Linked DNA regions of Mus musculus: all the other regions are linked to region 1. The links are chromatin contacts, called in public promoter capture Hi-C maps. All regions are on one chromosome and are shown on one strand. Each heading gives the region's core, a stretch centred on a gene start, on an enhancer-like site or on the middle of the called end of the contact. The rest is flanking DNA. Distances are from core to core; before and after follow the strand shown. Region 1 holds the start of Dcp1a (decapping mRNA 1A). Region 2 holds the start of Cacna1d (calcium channel, voltage-dependent, L type, alpha 1D subunit). Region 3 has its middle 52 kb from the start of 4831407H17Rik.

Evidence for each region. Promoter capture Hi-C pulls out the DNA fragments that hold promoters and counts their contacts. Capture Hi-C pulls out chosen DNA fragments and counts their contacts.
Region 2: a promoter capture Hi-C map of pancreatic islet shows a contact between it and region 1. The contact joins the promoter of Cacna1d here to the promoter of Dcp1a in region 1. A contact is called at or near these places in 12 of 39 promoter capture datasets (3T3-L1-derived adipocytes, cranial neural crest, embryonic stem cells and 7 more), 23 of 484 Hi-C or Micro-C datasets (B cells, the BV-2 cell line, Th1 cells and 13 more), 12 of 115 datasets of contacts at active chromatin or transcription factors (the SCID.adh cell line, bone marrow-derived dendritic cells, bone marrow-derived macrophages and 5 more) and 5 of 9 other capture datasets (adipose tissue, embryonic stem cells, liver and 2 more).
Region 3: a promoter capture Hi-C map of hippocampal neurons shows a contact between it and region 1, with 2.0 times the contacts expected there. The contact joins the enhancer-like site here to the promoter of Dcp1a in region 1. A contact is called at or near these places in 5 of 39 promoter capture datasets (embryonic stem cells, hippocampal neurons, liver and 1 more).

Annotation. Positions count from the first base shown.
Region 1 is chr14:30,477,912-30,481,385 of GRCm38.p6, reverse strand. Dcp1a (decapping mRNA 1A) reads right to left here and starts at 1,821. Exons shown (of 10, transcript NM_133761.3): 1 at 1,570-1,821. The coding sequence starts at 1,764. It also overlaps a transcript of Cacna1d not described here.
Region 2 is chr14:30,351,634-30,355,107 of GRCm38.p6, reverse strand. It overlaps Cacna1d (calcium channel, voltage-dependent, L type, alpha 1D subunit), which reads left to right and starts at 1,622. Exons shown (of 47, transcript NM_001083616.2): 1 at 1,622-2,183. The coding sequence starts at 2,117.
Region 3 is chr14:30,404,557-30,408,030 of GRCm38.p6, reverse strand. It overlaps a transcript of Cacna1d not described here. Among named protein-coding and RNA genes, the nearest start is that of 4831407H17Rik, 52 kb to the left of the region's middle. Within about 2 kb of position 1,755, at least 70 of the 459 cell types and tissues checked have an H3K27ac peak or open chromatin away from gene starts, as enhancers often do. A contact at or near this core is called in hippocampal neurons, where this site is marked.

The sequences.
Region 1 (3,474 bases), core at 572-3,071:
TACATATGTCTTTGTAACATATGTGTGTGTGGAGCTTACAGAGGACAGCAGAGGGCATTGGATCTCTTTGGACTAGAGTTACAGATGGATATAAACCAGCATGGGGATGCTGGAAAACTGAGCCAGGTCCTCAGGAAGAGCAGCAAATGCTCGTAGCTACTACTGAGCCACTTCTCCAGCCCCAGTTTTATCTTTGTAAACACAAAAACCTTTCAATTAGGTATCTTAATATTTACAGTCAAGGTATTGTGTACTGCAACTTAAAAAAAGAAAAACCAAACCAAAATAAAAAAACAAAACAAACTTAAGCAGTCTATGGAAGTTTATAGAAAAAGAATAGAACTTTCTTCAACCCTGATACCAGGGTTGAACTCAGAGCCTGGGGCTCATGATGCACAGCTGTGCACCATTGAGCTAAATCCCTACCCTTGGGAAATTTTCTTATAAGATCCTTTGTTTCATTTCTGGAGGATTTAGGAATATTTTCACAAGTTACACATTTTGCGGTTACCAAACACAATTTATTATTTTCAGAACTTTGTTAAGAATCATGGATAGAAACCATTCTCTGCCTTAGGCAAATTTGGTAGGGTTTTAAAATAAACAACTGAAAATGTGACTAAGAAATTGTAACTCGGGGTGGGTATATAGCCCAGTGGTAGAGGAACAGTGCCTGCCTGCTATCAGGGGGTCTTGGGTTTGAGTTCCTGTACTACAAGAAATAAACAAGAAAATCGAACATTAGTATTCTTTCTTTTGCTGCAACAGCGTTAACTCGGGTTTTCAGCGCAGGTGTTGAGCTTTAATGTTCTAAAACCGAACCTCTGTATAGCCCAATGAGTGAATGAGGAAAAACGGAGCACAAGAAAAGGGGCCGTGTACACAGGTGCTTCGAGTTGAGGTTAACTAGAATCTGCGAGTAGACAAAGTAACTTCTGCAACTCTATGCCACTCACACAATCCCAAAAGAAGGGAGCCATCAAAGGTCCTAGCACTGGTCTCTTTTTCTTGCAAACGTCTCCAAGGAATCCAGTTCTTACTGAAGTAGCCTTGAAAATTTTCCTCAAATTCCAGAGATACAGAGTAGTTCGACTAAAGCTGGTCTAACTCCTGAAGCTGATTTTTAAAGCTTCAAATCCAAACCATCACATTTAGGTCGGCAGGGAAAGAGGAGCGGACTCTTCCATCAAGTACATGTATCTAAGAGTCCTCAAAGTCTTCAAACACAGGCTTTCACTCACTTGTTAAAATTAACTTGTCTCATATTTTACCAATGCAACCTCAAGCCCCGAGAACCGACCCAAAAAGACTGATCCTGCCTCGTTTCTCTCCTCCATCCGATTTCCCTGCTCTGTCTCTGGTCTACTCCTTCCGCTACATTCTTTCAATTCCGCGTGCCCCGGTCACCTCTTTGGCTCCGGACCCGGTTTTGGGAGAGGTCCCGGCCTCGCCTTTGCGGTCCTGGGCTCCTGCTTCTCTCCCCCACCCCCAATCCTCAGCTGTCTGCGCGGTCCCTTTAAGAGGCGGCAGCGGCCAGGCTGGCCTTGTCCCCGGCCGGGCCTCACTCACCCACTGGTTGGCTTTGGGGCAGAAAGTGTACAGGGCGACCTGGCCCGTGAGGTCTGCGATGCTGGTGATATAGGGGTCGTGTTGTTTCAAGGCCGCCAGACTCATCTCTTGCTCAGCTCGACTCAACAACTCCATCTTGGATCTCAGAGCCGAGCCCCTCCGGCGGGGGCGGACTGTGGAACAGGAAAGTGCCATCCAGGCAAAGTTCCCCCAGCTCAGTCAGCCCTCCACTTCCGCCTACCGGCCCAGCCTTGCCGAGCGTGGTACTTCAGCTAATCTCATCCGCTGCTCCTGTGCGCCAGGAGCCCTGGTTCCGATTTTCTTCGGGCCGCGTCTGCCGGAAGAGACAGGCCCCCGCGCCTGCGCGGTGGAGCCGTGAGCTGATAGTCCGGAGACCTCTCTCACCTGGCGGGGTGTGAACCGGTTCCCTGAATGAACCTGACTCCTGCCGGGGAGGCTGCACCCCAGCGCAGTCCCTAACTCGGGTTCCGGCGCAGAATCGAAATGCTTGCTGCTGAGGACATGAGGTCTCCACGTACCATTTAGAAAACTCAGACCTGGCTGGAGAGATGGCTCAGCGTTTAAGAGCACTGACTGCTCTTCCGAAAGGTCCTGAGTTCAAATCCCAGCAACCACATGGTGGCTCACAACCATCTGTACAGCTACAGTGTACTCATATACATAAAATAAATAAATCTTTAAAAAAAGAAAAAAGAAAACTCAGTCCAAATGAGGAAGGGGAGCTGTCCGTCACTTCTGACCTCAGAGTGCACCTTCACTCTTAACAGTTTGGTAACTTTTGAAAGAAATGTTTCAAAGCAGCCAAACTAGCCTGCCTGGAACTACAATAGACTTGGCCTACCCTCTTTTGCTCGTCTTTTTCCTCATCTGGGTCCCAGATAAATATTTCTATTGTTCTATAGAGACGTCTATTATTTAAAATAGTAAGTAGATCTCTTTTAAAAAGAAAACATTTATTGGGCATTTTAAGGGATCAGGAAGTACTAAGAGGTAAAGCAAAGTGCTCAGGCTGTTTTCATTGAGTTGCTTTAAAAACCATCGTTTCTCTTTATTGAAGACATCTCAGCACAAATGAACATTTTTGAAAGGATAAACTTTACATTTTCTCAAAGTACCCCCACATATTTGTGTTGCTTGTGGTTTTACATACTAATGGAAGGGCAAACTTTACATTCTTGACAGAACCGCGTGTGAAGCAACTACAAAAGCTGGAACAGCCGCCTATCGGTTATTCACCCTTCACTTCTGTACACACTCACTGATCTTATTGAGTGGTTGCCAGCTCCGAGCTTCCAACTCTTTTGGCTCTAGGAGAAACTAAACGCAAGCAAACAGCCCCATGATAGATGTCTCTCTTTGAATTCCAGAGGGTGGCGTCCTTATTGCCATCTGAGCCAGGAAAGGTAGTGAAGGAACCTCACTACCAGTTCCAGCATGGCAGGCAAGGTTCTGGCAGACCTTGCTCTTCTCCCCTTTTCCCTCTGCCTTGCTAAAAACTGTTAGATTTTATTCCTAACACTAGCCACCAAGGTCTAGTCCCTAATTTAGCCACTTCTTTCTCCTGAGGCCGACTACCAAAGTCCAGCTATAAAAGTATTGAAGTCCAGCAATCAAAAGCCCCCTTTAGTTCACCTAATTAATGTGCCCAATTAAAATTAAACACATCCTACTGTGGGGTTTCCCCTTTTACCTTTATTAACTGCCGTTTGCCTGTGGGCCACTTCTGCCTCGACATCCAGAGGCAGTCCTTTATTCCCTCCTCCCCAAATATCTCTCATTCCCTTCCTCCCCTCCTCTTTGTTTCCTTCCCCTTCGTCCTCTTCCCCTCTCTCCTGTCTTTGTTCATTATCCATGCTCTCTGTCCCTCTGGGGCACATTCATCTC
Region 2 (3,474 bases), core at 373-2,872, 130 kb after region 1:
CTGTGCACACAGATCAAAATTGGTAACTCCTAGCCTAGACAACTGCGCTTAACAGATGCCTGTTCAGTGTTGGCTGAACTAAATCGGACAATGGGCCAGTGTTAGCAAGGCATTTTCTGTAGAAGTCTCCAGAGGATAAGCTATAGACCTGGAATTCTGATAGTGACACACGTGCTTCCTTGCAAATCTGACCTATCAAAGGATATGTTCTTGCATCCTTTTTGATTTCAGCTAAGCACCAGCACAGGTGAGGTTGCTCAGACCAGCTTTCTTTTACACAGGCCACAGGCTGCTTCCCAATCCTGCCACTCTCCAAAGAGCCAAGTGAAAAAGCAGGCAAGCATGGTTGTTTTCCTCTATCCTAACTAGACACCCCTCTCTCAGGAAGACCCCTGGAGAGTCATTCTTCCCAGGTGGATCCCCCCTGCAACAATCAGAGATGCTCGGTGTGTCCTCTTTGAGCAAGGAGCACCTTCCCAGAAACATTTATTTTCTTAATTCACGCTGAGCCTTTTGCTTTAAAGACACTGTTCTCAAACGTTCTAAAACTCCGTAGGAACAAGCAGATCCGAACAAAGGCAAATAAATCGAATCCTGCAAAGTAACAAAGCAGACGCCTTTTCCCAACAGCCAGCACAAAGCTAAATGAAAAATATCAGTCATCCACTAGATACAGTATTTCCCCCTCCAGACGGAGCTGGGGCCTGTAGACCTCCCCCACTACAAACAGGAGGCCGAGAAGGTACAAAAAAAAGTATTAATTCCTAAACGAGTCATCAATTTGAGCTGCACAGTCTACCTCTCCACACTAGCAGTTTGAAAGACCTTGGCTGTTACTTCTCTGTACCTGTCTCCAAATACACGTGGAGGTGATGGCGAGAGGGAGGGAGCCCACCGCCACGTATGCATAAGGGAGGGAGGACGGGATTCAGGGCTGAGGGCAGATCTCTGAGGACAGTCAGTGCTCCCCAAAGAACAAGCCCCCCATCTCTTTGCACCTCTAAACTGGAAGAAACGGTGTAAGAGCTGGGGGACGCCTGTCCAGTCCAAGCAGAGCCCTCGAACCCTGAGCTTTGATGCTGCAGCAGCAGCGATCGCCTGCGGGCACCTGGGTTCCTGGGGGGAGGGGGGCGGGGCCTCCCCCAGGTGTGAGAGTGCGAAGGCCACCAGAGCCAGCCCAGCGGACCCCAGGGGACCCCAGCAGCCTCCGCTTGGGGACGCCGTGTAGAGGAGCGGCGCATCGGCGCCCCTAGCAGCAGGCACGGGGCCCCACGGGCCTGGCTCGGGGAAGGGGCGCCCGCGCGGCGGCGCCGAGGGGGTTAACCGGGCTGTCGGCGGCCGCAGCGCACTTAACCCTCGGTCAGCCGCGCCAGCCTGGGGGTGGCGGCGTCCGAGTCGCGCGCCGTGGAGTCCGGGGGGCGCGTGGGCCGCAGGCGGGCAGCTGGGGCGCGGCGCGGCCGGTGGGAGGCCCGGGCGCGCGGGGGAGGGCGGGGGACGGCGGCGGCGGGCGCGCAGCGTCGCCAGGGCGAAGCCGGCGTGCAGCGCGGCGCGGCGGGCGCGGAGCGGGCGGGCGGGCGGGCGGGCGAGCGCCTCCGTCCCCGGATGTGAGCTCCGGCTGCCCGCGGTCCCGAGCCAGCGGCGGCGCGGGCGGCGGCGGCGGCGGCGGGGCACCGGGCACCGCGGCGGGCGGGCGGACGGGCGGCATGGGGGGCGCGCCGAGCGGCCCGGCAGGCCGGGCGGGCACCACCACGGTGTCCCTCCGCTAGAGGAGGGGACCAAGCCAATTCTCCTTTGCAGTAAAAAAAAATAAAAAAAATAAAAAATTACATGTATATATTACTAAGATAATATATACATCTGATTTTATTTTTTACAAAAAGTTTATTTTGCTCCATTTTTCAAAAAAAAAAGAAGGAGCGTGGGTGGCAGGCGGTTTTTATAAATTATCTTTATTTTTGGTTATTTGTCTCTGTCCTTCCCCACCCCCTGCTGAAGCGAAAATAAGGGCAGGGACCGCGGCTCCTACCTATCCGTAACCTCCCATATCCGTTCCTCCCCCTCCCTAACCCTGAGCATAGTGCCCTGCACACAGTAGGCGCTCAATAAATGTTCGTGGATGATGATGATGATGATGATGAAAAAAATGCAACATCAACGGCAGCACCAAGAGGACCATGCGAACGGTGAGCAGCCTGAGCTTGGGTACCCGCTGCCAAACCTCATCCTATCATGATCCTACTCTTCCCACCCCCAACCCCCCATCTCCGATGCGTTGGGTGGGTTGAGGGGGTTGGAAATGATGCTTTTGGCTTGGTGTCATCTACATAGAAAGGGGTGATGCGCGGCAGCTACTCCGTTCTCCTCTTCAGGCCGTGAATGTCAGTTAATTCTGCATTTGCTGGGGTGGGGGCGGCCATTTGGGTGTGTGTGGAGTACTGTGGAGCCAAGGGGCAAGAGTGAGGTGATCCGGGTTCAGTGTGCTCGGGCTCAACTTTCCTCTTTCATCGCCCCTGAGCGATGGAAGAGGAGGTGTTAGTCTTCAGCCTGAACCCTTTTTCCAGCCTCCCCCTATCTCCCGCGCCTCTGGTTGACTAAGAAGAAGGTCCTTAGTAGCATCAGGAAAATTCTAGGACTGTTCCAGGTTTACCCCTTGGGTCGCTTGGTCCCATCATCTCATGGGAGAAGCCCCGGGTCTTGGGATCTGAGGGAACAGGGTCGGGTGGAGCGTGTATTCCCGCTCCCTGTGCCTCCTGTGCACACGTCGGTAACCTAGCAATGCCCAGAGAGTTGCTGCCGCTGTGGGGCTCTGCAACTCACCACGTGCAGTTTCCACACCAGCGGGGGCCGGGTCTAAGAAGGCTGGGGTGCTTTTGGCCAGGTTCCCTTCATGGAGGTCGTTAGCATTTCCCAGCCCTGGTTTTCTTGAAGCCTTTTCCGGTGAGCGCTTCTCAAAGGAACCGCTTGGCAAAACTAGTCCCTGATCTCAGATTGAGTGCCACCTGCCTGCTTTGCTCTGTCCCAGGCTTAAGGACAGTAGGGCAGGAGACCTGTGCTTGCTTTGACTCTTTACTTAGTGATAATTGGTTTTGCAAACGCCCGATTTCCAACCTCTGACACCACTCTCACTTTGACATCTGCTTCAGCAGAGGTGATGGTGGCCCAATGTCCATCTTCCAAGGAATGACCAGACCCACAGTGAGGCGAGCTCTATACATGAAGGGACACCCTCCATCCCATGCCCTCCCCTTCCCCCCTCCCCCGCCCGCTTTTGAGTATTTTGCCCTGGGAGTACCTGGATGCTACTCTACACTGAGATAATTATTGCATAGGCCTTGAGGTTCCCTGACATAATGCACCCTGACTCTTAGGGTGCAGGCCGATTAGATGCTGGCTTGGCTGCTGCTGCTGCAATTTAAAATGCAATAATAATAATAAAAAAGCCTTAAAGATGTTTTTCTGTTTTCTGAAGCTTGT
Region 3 (3,474 bases), core at 506-3,005, 73 kb after region 1:
AGATAAAATTTTAGATTCTGCAATTTTATTATTTTTAGACACTACAATTTAAAAAATAACTTTTAATTTTATTTATCTGGTGTATAATTATACATACACACACATTCAAAGAAAAATGTCATAGTGAAACCCAGCAACTATATGCCAACTAAAAAATTTAAGTAAAACTTTTCTAAATTCTTTCAATCTTGTATACTAAGATAGTATTTTTAGTGTGCAATGGAGGCATTTTTAATACATCTGACATTGTAAAGGGACTTCCAAGCCACTAAAGCTACACCATAGTCATAGCCCCTGGTCTATAGCTGTATCACCTCTGATCCATCCAACAGTCACTGAGGTCATTGTTAAATACTGCAGGAATGATGGTGAGGAGCCTCCAGCCTTCCAGATGAACCACTTCATCTGGGCTCATCCTTAATGTAGAGTCAGATGGGTTGGTGGGCACACTGTGCAGCAAGAAGCACCTCCTGAGCTGCACATGATCTCTGTTGGAGCAGGCTTGGCTACTCTGCTCAGGGCTCGCTGAGGACTCAGCTAGGAAGGACAGAGGAGCTCTCCCACTGACCCGCCGTCAAGACTCCAGTGCACGTGGCCACATTGTTCTCTCCTGCCTGCTGGAGGTCACCAGACACAGAGCTTCCTTTTGTAATTATTGTTTTATGACGTTATTAGGCTGGAAACCAACATCGGTTCCTTCTTTCGTGGGAAGCTACCCGGCCAGTTTTCTGAAATACTATTCCCATTGTAACTTAATGATGTTTCTCACAGTTCTCCACTGGATGCTCTCAGAAGGTTTAAGTCTGTCATGGTGGGGAAGGTGGAGTAGAACATCTTGGCCCATAGCAATGGGATCACGTGGTATAGAACATTCACATTCCAGCAGGCCAGAAAGCGGTGTCAAGTTCCACATATCTTTAATCCAGAAGAGTTTGTGTTGTTCTTGGATTGCTACTTTAAAACTTTATATAATTACTACTGAAAGAGTAAAATATCTTTTATTATTTCTTTGAGATCCTTTAAGACAGACAATTTATTATTATTTTTGTTTTGTTTTTTTGAGACAGGTTTCTCTGTGTAGCCCTGGCTATCCTGGAACTCACTCTGTAGACCAGGCTGGCCTCGAACTCAGAAATCTGCCTGCCTCTGCCTCCCAAGTGCTGGGTTTAAAGGTGTGCACCACCACTGCCTGTTAAGACTATTTTTTGGTATGCATACCAAATAATGAGTCTCCCTATGACGTGTTCATCCACCGACATGTGCCTGCCTCCACTGTACTTTGCTTAGTCACCTTCATGACCTTCCTTTGCCCTCTCCCTGCTCTCACTGGTCCCCCAAATACTTGCCTTTCTACTTTTATGTCACATATGGTTTTATACATACATGTATATGTGAACACTTTCTGGCATCTCCTCCCCTACTTTCTGGCTTTACTTTCTCCCTAAACTATATAATTTATTGTTTGTTGTATTTATTGTTTGTTTTCTTTCACTAGGATGGAAGCTCTGTGAAGAGAGAGATTTCTGTTTTGGTTGTTTTTCAGTCCCATGTACCCAGAACAGCATCCTTCCAAAAGTATGAATTGAATGAATTAGCACGCACGTACGTGTGTGTGTGTGTGTGTGTGTGTGTGTGTGTGTGTGTGCATGTGTGTATGTTTGCAAGACTTGTTTGCTGTCAGCAATCCCCGTGTGTTGGCATCTGTGGGTATTGCTCATCTACCATTCACCGTCTTCAGGAAGGACTTATCTAGTCTCTGCCCAATGTTTCAGGAGCCTGGCTCCCATCACACTGTGGTGGAAGGGGCTAAGGTTATTTTAGTCAATGTGCAGATTTTCATTTATCTCCGCTTAGCTCTGCTTTTTACACTATTCTCTATGCCTTAAGCCACTCTCATCTAGATTCGAACAATTCTGGTTCTGTTTCAGCAGAAATGGTCCATCTGTTCTGCTGGGAAGGGGAACCAGTTTGATCTGGCAAGCATCTCGGGGTTCAGCTGCTGTCGCTGGTCTATTCCTCTCTTCTCTCTCATACTTACATTTCCTGATTCTTCTGGCGTTCTTGGGGACAGTTTCGCTTTCATTCCACAGGCGTCTTCCCTTGTGTGTCTTAGGTTTGACCTTTCACTCTTCTGATAAGTCATTTATCTTTTCTCCGTCTACTTACTGACTTTATGTGAAGTTTCTGTTTCTTCTCTTCCTTGTTTTGGAGGAACTTTTGAGAGGGAAAGAACCATCTGGATATTGAAAATTTCCCTCAAAAGCCATTTTCACCCAGATGTTTCACATCTCCCTTAGCAGCTGATCTAAAACCATTGGTGACCAAATGGAAAACCTTATCAGAGGAAGTGGGCCTTAGGAAAAGGATCCCAGAGCACTGAGTGTTAACAGAACCAGAGGAGGAGCTGAGAAGGGCCCCCTGAGGCCAATGCTTCACTGCACTCAGACCTTTTTTGGCTCTGTAGTTGCCATTTATGACTTTGTCTTTAAAGGCTAACCAAAAACTTGGCAAAAATAAAGATGCAATCATTGTTAAAATGAGAGAAACCAGGAGTGGAGAGGTAGATGGCTTAGTGATTAGCACGCTTGCTGGTCTTTCAGAGTGTGTGAATTCGATTCCCAGCTCCCATCTTGGGAGGGTCACAACCAGTTCCAGAGGATTTGATGAACCCTTTTGGCTTTCTCTGGCACTGTTACATGCATATATATTTGTGCTCATGCACAGACTTGTACAAATAAAAGTAAAAGTTAAAAATTTAAAATAACATAAAGAAATCTTATCAAAAGAAAATCTGCATCTATTAGAATATCATGCAGATATTAAAATCTATTTTGGAGATACTTTTGAAAAGTGAAAGACAAGACAGTGCTTTTCCCAAATAATAAATTTAATTTTAATAAAAAATATCAATATGAACATATACTTTATTGTCCAAAATGAAAACAAACTTAGATAACAACAAAATATTATTATTAAATATAGGACTTATGTGAAAGACAAAACTTTAGCCACTATAGCTTTGCTATGGAGATAAGCCCACCTACAAAATTACCTCTGAGAAATGTAATGATAACCTCACTCTGCGTATGGACAGTTGAAGTTTCTAAACCAGTTTTAGACTAGCAAATCCAAGCTTTAAGCCAGAGTATGGACTCTTGTTCCCATCAACTGTATCCATTTAGTGAGGTAAAGTATATCTGACTAAAAAATTATTCATGAGAAAGGTCTTTTTCTTCACAAGCAGTATTTAAATAGTTTTTAAAAAAAATATTCGTTTGATATCATGTACTTATTTGGAGAAATACAAGAGAATGAAGTGTGTGAAACAAGTTTCAATGGTTGGAAACATTTCAACAGATTGTGTGACCATGATCTAGGAGTGTTTAACGACAATAAAATGTTTACAATGCATTGATAAAAAAAAAACATGAACACGTGGTTTTATCATAAGGAAGCCTTCTAAAAGCTCAGCTA